Linked DNA regions of Danio rerio: region 1 is linked to region 2. Evidence: chromatin contacts called from public Micro-C data. All regions are on one chromosome and are shown on one strand. The core of a region is the stretch at or near the end of the contact, and the rest is flanking DNA. Distances in the headings are between cores, read along the strand shown. Region 1 overlaps si:ch211-185a18.2. Region 2 overlaps si:ch211-185a18.2.

Evidence for each region. Hi-C and Micro-C count contacts between places; a contact is called where the count stands out from the background.
Region 1: a Micro-C map of caudal fin shows a contact between it and region 2, with 4 times the contacts expected there. The contact joins two enhancer-like sites. A contact is called at or near these places in 2 of 18 Hi-C or Micro-C datasets (caudal fin and hematopoietic stem cells) and 1 of 4 datasets of contacts at active chromatin or transcription factors (caudal fin).

The regions. Positions count from the first base shown.
Region 1 is chr17:12,500,669-12,506,665 of GRCz12tu, forward strand. The region is part of intron 9 of si:ch211-185a18.2; the gene reads right to left. Among named protein-coding and RNA genes, the nearest start is that of irf2bpl, 24 kb to the right of the region's middle. Within about 2 kb of position 1,658, at least 21 of the 62 cell types and tissues checked have an H3K27ac peak or open chromatin away from gene starts, as enhancers often do. A contact at or near this core is called in caudal fin, where this site is marked.
Region 2 is chr17:12,380,463-12,386,019 of GRCz12tu, forward strand. All of the region lies in intron 19 of si:ch211-185a18.2, which reads right to left. Among named protein-coding and RNA genes, the nearest start is that of irf2bpl, 140 kb to the right of the region's middle. Within about 2 kb of position 1,614, at least 13 of the 62 cell types and tissues checked have an H3K27ac peak or open chromatin away from gene starts, as enhancers often do. A contact at or near this core is called in caudal fin, where this site is marked.

The sequences.
Region 1 (5,997 bases), core at 408-2,907, 120 kb after region 2:
CATAACCAAATCATAAATAAATAAAGTTACACACAAATTACAATCTGTCAATCAGTTTTTCAGTGGGACTTTGGCATGAATAGGCAGAGTGATCTGTGTCCTTATAATGCCGTTAACAAATTTGGTTGGTAAAAAAGGTGCACAACCAACAGGAACCAACCAACAGTATCTAAGGTTTACGCTAAAATTACTTGTACAAGCATGAAAGCGAAAGATTGAAGCAGTGTACTGATGCTGTGACCTGATAGATTCAATAGACCAAAGAGTCATTAGATATAGACAAAGATTAAATGAATATCACGTTTAACAACTATAGTAAGAAGCAATCCAGCCGTACATCCTTGATAAACTGCCCGATGTGCACTGCTCTCTGGGGTTTTGTGCTCAATGCACCCGCTGACTGCATGGAAATAAAGTTATTCTCTAACATTTTTGATCCCTAAAAGTAAAAAGTCTCCCTAAATTCCACTTGTGCAGCATTTGCAAAAACAAGTTACATTTTTTAAAAACAAACTTGTGACCCGGTTTTGTGCTAAAAAGGACAGAGTGTTTGTGTGTGTGGTCATATGATGTCTGTTTTCAGCGGTAAAGAGTGGACAGAGATCTTTTCAGAAATGCTAGATCAAATGCCTGTGTGGACGTGGATCGTTTTCGTTCTAAAATGTCATTTTAAAACTAAGTTGTATTAGTGTAAACGGGGCCTAGGTGTGTATTTTTCGCGAGCGAGTTGCTGCTGTGATGGGGCGGGGTGTAGGATCGCGATGCCGAATCAGCATCGTGATGTCAACCAGCCATCGGCAATGGATGATGGCATCATCTATGGACCCAACCCATGCAAAATAAATACCCATGCAAAATAAAAGTGCTTTTGTGGTCAAGGGATGCATCACTTTTGCCAGGGAAAATTAGAAATATTTAGCATAAAGGAGAAGAAAGTCAGGTAAAGTCTCTTTTTTAAGTTCTTTACACACTTTTTACACATATTTAACTGTTTACACATCAGCAATAAAAAAAAAGGAATCAATACATGATTCAATACAAATTCTAACACAAAGAAGCTTTAAAATCAGCCATAAGGAACCATCGATACCAACAAAGAACCTTTCTGTACAAAAAAATGTACAATGCATTTATAAGCAAAACAACATAATCAATAAGAAAGAGGGAGGTTTCAGTTTACCCAATGGAAATGTGAAAAGTGAGCTTCAATAGAGGATACAAGCAAAAATAAAAAGGCTTTATAGTAAGAAAATGAATGATGAAACAAAACATAAAAATAAATCTTTCCTTTTAAGACCAGTAATGTGTATGACAAAAAACAAACTTAAAGGATTTCGACTTTAGTGCCATTTAAGAATGTGAACTTGAAGGGAACGCTTTTGTTGTTGTGTGCCAATAATCAATAAAGAGGCGTCTTTGTGTTTCAGAGATATGTATGAAATATCGACACATGTGACTTCTTTTGATGCTGATTTAGATGAAGTCAAAAAAAATGGAAGAGATTGTACAGTCAATAAACTATTCAACAGCTCAAACCAAGTAAGAATGCAATTACCTCCGAAGAAATCCAAAACAAATGAGGCAGCCTGCAACAGCACATACTGACCAGCAGGAGTCCTCCTGGCTATAGCGGATGCAGCAACAGCATGAGTGTGTGTGTGTGAATGAGCAAATCACAACCTTTAAAAAGACGATGCCGGCGTTCAGGGGTGTGAATGAAGCCTGTGATTTAAAACTGCACTAGCTATGACTCATCCTCGCTCTGAACTCCCTTGGTGGATATTACATATATCTGACTATCCTGCAGACAACATGGGAACACAAGGTTGATTTAGCCACTGGCTGAGATTCAGTAATGGGTTTTAAATTTGGGGAAAACTGGGCAATGTTTTCTGGGAAGCTGCAAAATGCTGAAGACACGAGTGGAAAAGGGAAAGCTGTACTCGGTGTACTCTTTGGCCCACATTTCAAATCCAAAACAAAACAAAAAAAAATGTCCCATGGAATGTGAATAATCACAAGCAAACCGCCAGAATTCACCCCAGGCAAGTGGCTCCTTGTGGGACGTCGGACTCCTGGAGCGGCTCTGGTTCTGATTAACAAAAATGTGGACTAGTCAGACGGATGAAACGAGAAGAGGTTTGGCTCCTGAACAAAAAACAAAAGCACAATGAGATGGGAGATACGTGATGAATAGCAGAGAGACGGCCAAAAGCCAGTGAGAAAACAAGATAGACGCTGACCAAAAAACGACCTCCGGAGTCAGATAGCTGTAAAGTATATGCATAAAACCTTCACTCGGCTAAATCAGGGCCTCATTTTTCATCACACCTACGGTGCTGCTAAAATCACTGAAGTGGAAATAACAACAGCTGTTTCATAAAGCTCAACTTTTAGATTTTTTTTTTTGTAAAGTTTTCAAGTTTAAACATTAAAAGTTTTTTTTTCATAAAAAAAGAAAATTCATTTGACAAATAATAGAGCTAACAGTTCCATGATTACTTTTATTTTAGTTATAAAGCTTCCACTTGTTTCTCCTTGCTGATTTATATCATGTAAGTCCATGGCTACCAAAACATATGCAGGGAAACTAAAATGAGTGTTCATTGTAGGGCTGTGTGGTATTAGAAAAATTGCAATATTTAAAAAGGTGGTCCACTACAATATCATATTTGAAACTTTAGTTCATTTGTAATGTAGACGTGTGAACATAAACAACATCTCTGAATGTAATACACTCAAAGTTCAATGTAAAGGGAGACATTGACTACGTTTACATGGACACCAATAATTCAATTTTAATGCGATTAAGACAATACTCTGATTAAGTATATAAGATAATCAGATTAAGGTCATAATCGAAATAAAGAGAAATCGAATTAAGACGAGTATGCCGATTGTAGTCGCAATATTAAAGTGCATTAGACATGTAAACACCTTAATCTAATTATTACCATCATGAAGGGCTTTTCGCCGGATTTTGCGACAGGATAGCACACACCCACGCACGCACGCACACGCGCACACACACACACACACACACACACGCGCACACACGCACACACACACACACACACACGCACGCGCACACACACGTACATTTGTTTTTGTGAAAAGTGGGGACATTACACAGGTTTCCATTCATTTTATACAGTCCAAAACGTATATTGTATTGCCCTCAACCCACCCCACCCCTAAACCCAACCATCACAGGAGACTGTGTGCAGCTTTACTCTGATTAAACTCATTCTGTAGGATTCATAAGCATTTTGAGAAATGAGGACGTCACCAATGTCCTTATAATTCACCTCCTTTTTGTAATACCTGTGTCATACCCATGTCATTATACAGATTTGTGTCTTGATATGTCACAAAAACACGTACACACACACACACAGCTGTTTGACACTCTTTGCACCTACCGAGTCAGTGCAGACCACAGACACCTCCCTGTGAAACTAAAATTGTTCATAGTGTGTGTGAATGAGTGTGTATGGGAGTTTCTGAATACTGGGTTAAAGCTAGAAGGGCATCTGCTGCGTAAAAACATATGCTGGAATAGCTGGTGGTTCATTGCGCTGTGGCAACCTCTGAAATAGAGAGTAAGCCGAAGAAAAATGAATGAATGAATAGTTGAACTGAAATGACTCCAAAAATGTCATGTGCTCTGAACTGTTGTACCAAGTCAACTTTAATCCCGACTCCACATTGCACATCCCGTGATGTGACTATAACATATTCACACATTGCGAAATCGATAACCAAATAATATATTGTGCAGCCCTAATTCATGGCTCCTAGTGAAAGCATAATGATCGGTGTAAAAATCTGAACATCACTGATAACATTGTTACTTAAAATCCAGAGCCACAGCAAACAACCCTGTGTGCATTCACGACAGTCAGAAGCGCACAATTCCTGTTGCATAATGACATATGTGCAGGTGCAAACACTCACGTTGTTTATACCGGAGCATGAGTGCGCATGTTATATTATTCATCAAAATTAATTGTACTTCTCCTGGATGCTGCAACCTATATCAAAAAGCAAAAACAAACAATATCAGATAATACATGCGTCATTGTGCATCAGGAAGCTTGCGCTGCCAACTGTTAGGAAACCGCTCAGGACTTTAAAAGGAAATAATAATGTTATACGTATTGCTCAGGCCAATCGGTTTTGCTTATTATTTTTTTGTGTATCATTATGAATCACTTATTCTTGGATATGTTCATTTTACAACTTCCCTAAAGTTAAACAGATTAGTTTTACAGTTATTGAATACCTTCAGCTGACTTCTTGATCTGACACTTTTAGCTTAGCTTAGCATAAATCATTGAATCGGATTGGACCGTTAGCATCTCGTTCAATAGTGAGTGAAGAATTTTGATAATTTTTTCTATTTGAAGCTTGACTCTTCTGTAGTTACATCACATACTAAGACGGAAAATGAAAAGTTGCTATTTTTTAGGTTAGCATATAGCTAGGAACTATACTCTCATTCTGGTGTAGTAATCAAGGAACTATTGGACAAAAGGATTTATACATGTAAATATTTGTTAGAGACAATTCAGAACTATTTTGTTCATCTTTGAGGGTAGATGCTAATGGTTTAATACGATTCATTAATCTATGCTAATCTAAGCTAAAAGTGTTCCCGCCAGAACTAAAGATCATCTATATCAGGGGTGGCCAACCCTGTTCCTGGAGAGCCCCTCTCCTGCAGATTTCAGTTGCAACCCATATCAAACACACCTGCCTGTAATTATTATGTTCAGGTCCTAATTAATTGGTTCAGGTGTGTTTGATATGGGTAGCTACTGAAATCTGCAGGAGAGTGGCTCTCCAGGAACAGGGTTGGCCACCCCTGATCTATATGGATTCAAAACTAGTACATCTCAAAGGTTTAACTCTAGGAGAGCAGTAAAATAAGCCTATTTTTAAGTGAGGTTCCTTTAATTTTGCTTTGCATATATATGATTTTATATAGCCAAGCATTTTATATATAACCATGGACTACATTTTCAGCCAAACAAAGCTTATTTAATAATCTACTGAAGAAAAGAATAAGCCACCTTCAGCTATGGCCTGAGAATGAGCTAAAAAACAACTTATTTTCATTTTTGGCTCAAATAAAGCTATAGAGTTGATTAAAAGCATTAGAATATGTTTCACAGTGCAACTTCCCCATCAAAAATTCCATGATTTTAGGAATCATACCAGTAGTTTATTACAAACAAATACAACAGACTTCACATCCACATGAACAAAATGCCACTAAACTGTATTTTTCCGTGAACCGAATATGAAATCTGAGGGTGCAAAAATATTGAAATACTGAGAAAATCACCTTGAAAGATGTCTAAATAATGTGCTTATCAATGCATTTAACAAATCAAAAATTACATTTTGATATATTTAGTTTAGGAAATTTACTAAATATCTGGAACCTGATATTTACTTTATATTCTAATGATTTTTGGCCAGAGCTGTTTAAAGAACATGAGATATTTTTCACTGTGCAACTTTCCAATCAAAAATGCCATGATTTCAGGAATTACACCTGTATTTACAAACAAATACAACAGACTTCACGTCCACATGAACAAAATGCCACTAAACTGTATTTTCCTATGAACCTGAACCAAATATGAAATCTGAGGGCGCAAAAAAAATCTAAATATTGAGAAAATCACCTGTAAAGATGTCTAAATAATGTACTTACCAATGCATATTAAAATCTAATGTTTCATTTTGATATATTAAGTGTAAGAAATTTACAAAATATCTTCATGGAACATGATATTTACTTCATAATCTAATGATTTTCAGCCAGAGTTTAATAAAAACATTAGAATATGTTTCACAGTGCAACTCTCCAGCAAAAATAGTATGATTTCAGGAATCACCGGTTGTTTATTACAAACAGATACAACAGACTTCAAGTCCACATGAACAAAATGCCACTAAACTGTATTTTCCGGTGAACCAGAACTG
Region 2 (5,557 bases), core at 364-2,863:
GTGTATTTACAAATGTAATTAAAAAAAGTTCATTACAGATGTATTTACATACATGTATTTAATCAAGCATAAGTACACAGTAAATACGTGTATTTACACAATAAGTACATTGTAACAAACTATTAACTCCTGTGTAAGTACATATTTGTTAAGTCCACTTAATATAAAGTGGGACCAAAATTTGTAATAATGACAAAAAACAAAAATGTGTGCATCTCCTGACTTCCGGGTGTAGCTATCCAGCTGTTGTGCCTGGTGTAATCTGGGAAATTTTCTTACCCCTTGGTTTCGAGTGTGGTCCTGAAAAAAACTCTCTTTCGAAGGGTATTTAACCCCTCCCCTTAGCCCTATGCCTTCAAAATAAGTGAACGAGCAAAACGAAGGGTAGGGGTAAAGGAAGGACTGAGGGGTAGAATTGGGATTGGGCCAAAGTTCTCCATTTCTCATAGAGCTCTCCCGACAAAAATGCTTGCTGCAAACCAACAGCTTTGCTGTTTCGGCCCTGACAGCATCGCGGGGAAAAACATGCAACAAACCCATGAATCAAGAAAACAATCACATATGACCCTTTATGAACAGCTAAATACTCCTTGCCATGCGCAAACGCGCTCTCACCCAGTCTAACAACTCGGCAGGTCTGCCTTGCCTTCGGAAAGCAAGTGCTCTCATGAATACTTAGGATGCAGGGTCTTCTCATAGGATAAGAAAATTCAGCTATGAATAATGATGAGAAACCGACGCATCATAACTTTAAAAGCAGATGTGGCTCCGTCACCGATTTTGATCCCGCCCTAAAAAATTATTTTAAACCTGGACGATGAAACTAGCTGACAAAAGCTCAAAATTATCCAATTTCCCCACAATTAAAGCTGACAGGTGCTAACGCTGTCCTAATTGATGCTCAGCACACAAATTTGTTAAAATTTCAAAAAAAGTTCTCCAGGGTGTCTTGGATTGTCTAAAGAACAAACTATCATTATACAATGATTTGCCTATTTACCCTAACTTAACCTAGTTAAGCCTTTAAATATCACTATAAGCTGTATAGAAGTGTCTTGAAATATATCTAGTCAAATATTATTTACTGTAATCATAGCAAAGATAAAAGAAGTTTTATCTTTATTATAAAACTATCATGTTTGTAAAAGTGTTAAAAAAATCTTCTTTCTGTTTAACAGAAATTGGGGAGGAAATTGGAAATTCAGAAGGTCTAATAATTCAGACTTCCACTCTAAATCTGCCAACAGAAGAGACTTACTGACAACACGCTACAACAAAAAATACCCCTGACAGCTTACTGGATCGGATATTTAACTTTCAACGCAAATGACAGCAAATAAAAGTGCACACCGTGTGCCGTGGGGTAATGGCAAACATATGTTAGTCTGAGTGCAATTTTCAGTGGTCATTACGGTCTTAGCAGAAGGGAAGGAAAGCAGGACGTTTGTCTTGTATAATTCCATGGCTGGATCCGCGAGCCAGCTTTCAACATTTCGGTCATTGGTTTGGATAATGCTCAGATTCCTTTGGCTCGGACTCAGGGAGGTCTGTGTAAGGAGCGATTAGCTCATTTCCAGTGGCCGGCCGCCAGAGGAAAAAAAAAAATAGAGAGGGAGAAATGCATTCTGCCAGGCGGGCGCTGGGCCCGTTTGAAGTTTATGGCTCCATCAGAACTGGCCGAGCCAAAGCTGAGGCACTGGAGACCTCAGAGGAATGACATTTTAGGAGCTGGCAGGGGTCCGTGTCCGCGGTCCAAGAGAGGAGAGAGAGAACTTGCTCACCGGGGTCTGGACTTAAGTAGCTGTGGCCTTTATTTGGTTGTTGGGAAAACTACAAGTGGGCCGAATACATGCCAGTCCCTGAAAACACACTTAATTATGTGCAACACACTCAAATTTTTATGGCTCTGAGTGTTTGGAAAATGTTTATATTTCTGAGCTCATAACTCCGATCCTAATTGCCATTCGAACAATTAGAGAGTCAAAGTAAAAAAGGACTTTTTATAGTTGTACGACTGCCAACAGACAGAAGACACTCGATTTGTAGACATGTGCTGAAGTAACAGTCCTCTGAAAGGTTGCTAGGGTCTTCTGGAAAGTTTCCAGCTTTCTATGATTTTCTAGTCTTTGGATTTGGCTCAGTCCAAGTCTTTGACATTTTTTTTCATCTGTTTATCCTCCACTAGAGTGAAAAATTACTTAGAATAGTAGCAACTTTAGCAAATCAAAGGATAGCACATGTTGTTCTAGATAAGCTTCGATGATAATAAAACGGCTTCAAATCATTAACTTTACAATGATAAAATGCAGCCTGACTGTCGTGAACTTGCTGAAGCTATGGATTAAAGTAAATCATTCTGTACATAATGTTTTGTAAATGTCCGGTAGCTGTGGATTTGCATTTTATGCATCACCAAGGACCACCGATTTAGCTGAAAACACTTTTTATTGTTCTACTGGTAAAAAAAAGTCACATATCGGCAAATTGACATTTTTGGGTGTATCCGAAAATCGGAAACATTTTATTTTATGCAGCTGATTTGATTTGATTTGATTTCAGGGTTTCTTCAAGTCAAATTTAAGACTTTTTAAGACAACTTCAAGACCATTATTAATGAAATTTTAGACTTAGACAGAGCTAAACACTAAGGATTTTTTTCTAATGGTCCAGTTTAGTAAATAGTTTTTAATGGAAGATTACTGTATGTTAAGGGATGTGTTGCTTTAGTATTATTTCCCTGATTAAGAAATTTATTTTAGAGAATTTGCTGTAGAAATGTCTACATTGTAAAAAAAAAAAAAAAAAATCCTGGTGGCCTTAAATTTTAAGCTGAATAAAATTAACCTTATGAGTCCATTGAACTTATATTATGTTAAACTGACTTATAAGAGCTCGCGTAACTTATCAAATTAAGTTAAAACATGGTTAATAACGGTTTTAATAACGGTAATATAATAATAACGTGTTTAATAACGGTAAATGGTTTTAATAAAGTACAATGAACTAAAAACATGCTGTCAGAACTAATTGATCATATATTTTTTACAGTGTAACAGTTGTTGTGAATTGTTTCTATTTGCAATATAAAAACAAACGTAAATATAAAAGGTTTATAGATGATTGGGTGTTGACCAGATTATAGCTTTACTTGGACATAGGGAAAATAAGACCTTTAAGACAATATTTCAGTGAATTTAAGACTTTTTAAGGCCTAAAGTTTTGTTTTTCTGAAATTTAAGACTTTTTAAGACCCAGCAGAGACCCTGGATTTGGGATTCAGTGCAAATTAACTGCTTAAAAAGAGTTTGAATTTATTATTACTTGATAGTATTTATTTATTTAAAATACTGCAAAGAGTGGCACCAGACAAAGCTTTTTTTATAAACAGGGCTCAGCATAATTAAGTTTCTCAGTGAATATAGGCAATGTATTTTGGTTCATTTAAAGAAAACAGATTTAATAAACAGATGTATTTATTAAAATCATATTTTAGTCACCAAATATATTTAGAAATTGAAAAAATACAATTAAATTCAAGCAAAATATAGCAAAAAAATTAGAACCTACAAAATTTCAACTAAATTTTTCAATTTTTTTGCTTCTCTTGATTTCTCCACTTTTTTTATTTGTATTTTACATTTTCCCCTAACATGTACATTTGGATGTACTAGTTTTAGACCGTTATCGTAAGTTATTTTGTTAGATAGGTTCCAGATTTGGCTTCAGTACTGACTAATCTAATGTAGATGCACAAATATAACACTGTATAGCTTACTATTAAAATTATGAATTTATATGAGAGATTTGTAAGGGGTGTACTTATATTTGCTGACCACTGTAGAACCAAAATCAAACAAAAAGTGCTTCAGAGATAATTAATTCATCTGTGCTCTTTGGACAAGGAATTCATAAAAATAAACAACAAAATCATGAGTCCAAGGCACTCGAAAAGTAAATGTTTAAGGGTTTTTCAAGAGCGCTGGACCTATGATATGGCTGTAAAGCTTTTAAATAGATTGAATCAACAATATGTATCAAAATGGTTGAGAACAAGTGATATATAAATCTACAACCAATGGAAAAATAAAAATAAAAAAAAGTACCACATGAACAAAAAATAAATACAGACATTATAAATATATGCTTACACTCACTATGACATCCTCAAAATGTTCATATTTCACAACATTTCTGAGCCAAACGTCTCTCATGTCATATTCATAATAATGCCAAACATCTAAGAGCAACTTAACACCTTCGGCACATCAATGCAAAACAATTTCTCTCTACTGCAAAGCCTCAGCGAACCGAGCTTCCTCGTAGACGATGAGTCTCCTTCTCAAACCAAAAGGGGTCACTGTGGAACAGCTCATGCATTTCTGGAGCGCCAACCCCATCCATGAATCTTCATTCTCATTATAAACACTCGTTTTCCCAGCATCTTCCACAAAAGCTTTTGAGAACAACACAGATTTGCCTGCCTCCACCTCCCGTCTAATGACTGCTATGCTATTTCGGTGCTAACTGACGCTTTGCCCTTGTACGACCGAGTGGCAGGAATCGGCCCAATGCTCAATATGCGGGGCGTCCTATGCTGCTTGTTAACGGTAAATATGAGGGGTTTACGTCTCCATGTGCATGCTCAAGTGATCCTCAAATCCTTAAGACTAATATCGGCAATGCACCACACACCCCTTCCATACCAATTCACTGAAAAGCCAATTTAGCTGCACATATTGTAATTAGTTTAATTCTCAACCCATGAACGATATTTTAAACTCTCATCCATTCTCTGGTCTTCGTTAATTACAGAAACTGATGTTCTCCTTCAGCCTTTGGCTTTGAGAATCTCATTATTGGAGCGCGGAGGCATTGATGGCCAATATTTTCCTGAGGAGGAAACGTGGAGAATGAGCATATTTGTAGATTGGGAATGAAGTAGGAAAGCGGTGGATATCCATGATAGTATATATCATGCTATTATTTGTTCCTCCTGTGGATGCCGATGCTGCTGGTTTCCAACATTCTTCAGAATATCTTATTTTGTGTTGAACAGAACAAAATCATAAAGGTTTAGAACCATTTGAGGGTGAGTAAATGTTGATGAAATGTTCATTTTTAGGAAAAATACCCCTTTAATTTTTTAATCTACCAATCAGAATCAAGCATTTAACGAGTCCTTGAAAGTTATCACATGACCTCTGAAGACTCATAACGTGCACAAGTTACATGGTTTTCTTTAAAAGTGCTGTTATGGTAATCTTTCTAGAAGCTAATTATCATTTTATACTTTTATTTGTAAGAAAAAGAGAAGCATGAACATTCTTCGAAAAAACTCTTTTTGTGTCCCACTGATGAAAGAGAGTAATAGAAGTTAGGAATGACTTGAGGATGAGTAAAAGATACTAGAACTACATACATTTTTGATAGAACAAAAATATTAATGTTGACAACACACACACACAGACCCTACAATATAAATTCACTAAAAAGCCAATTTAGCTGCACATATTCGATTCTTTTTTATTCTTAACCCATGAACAATATTTTAAACTCT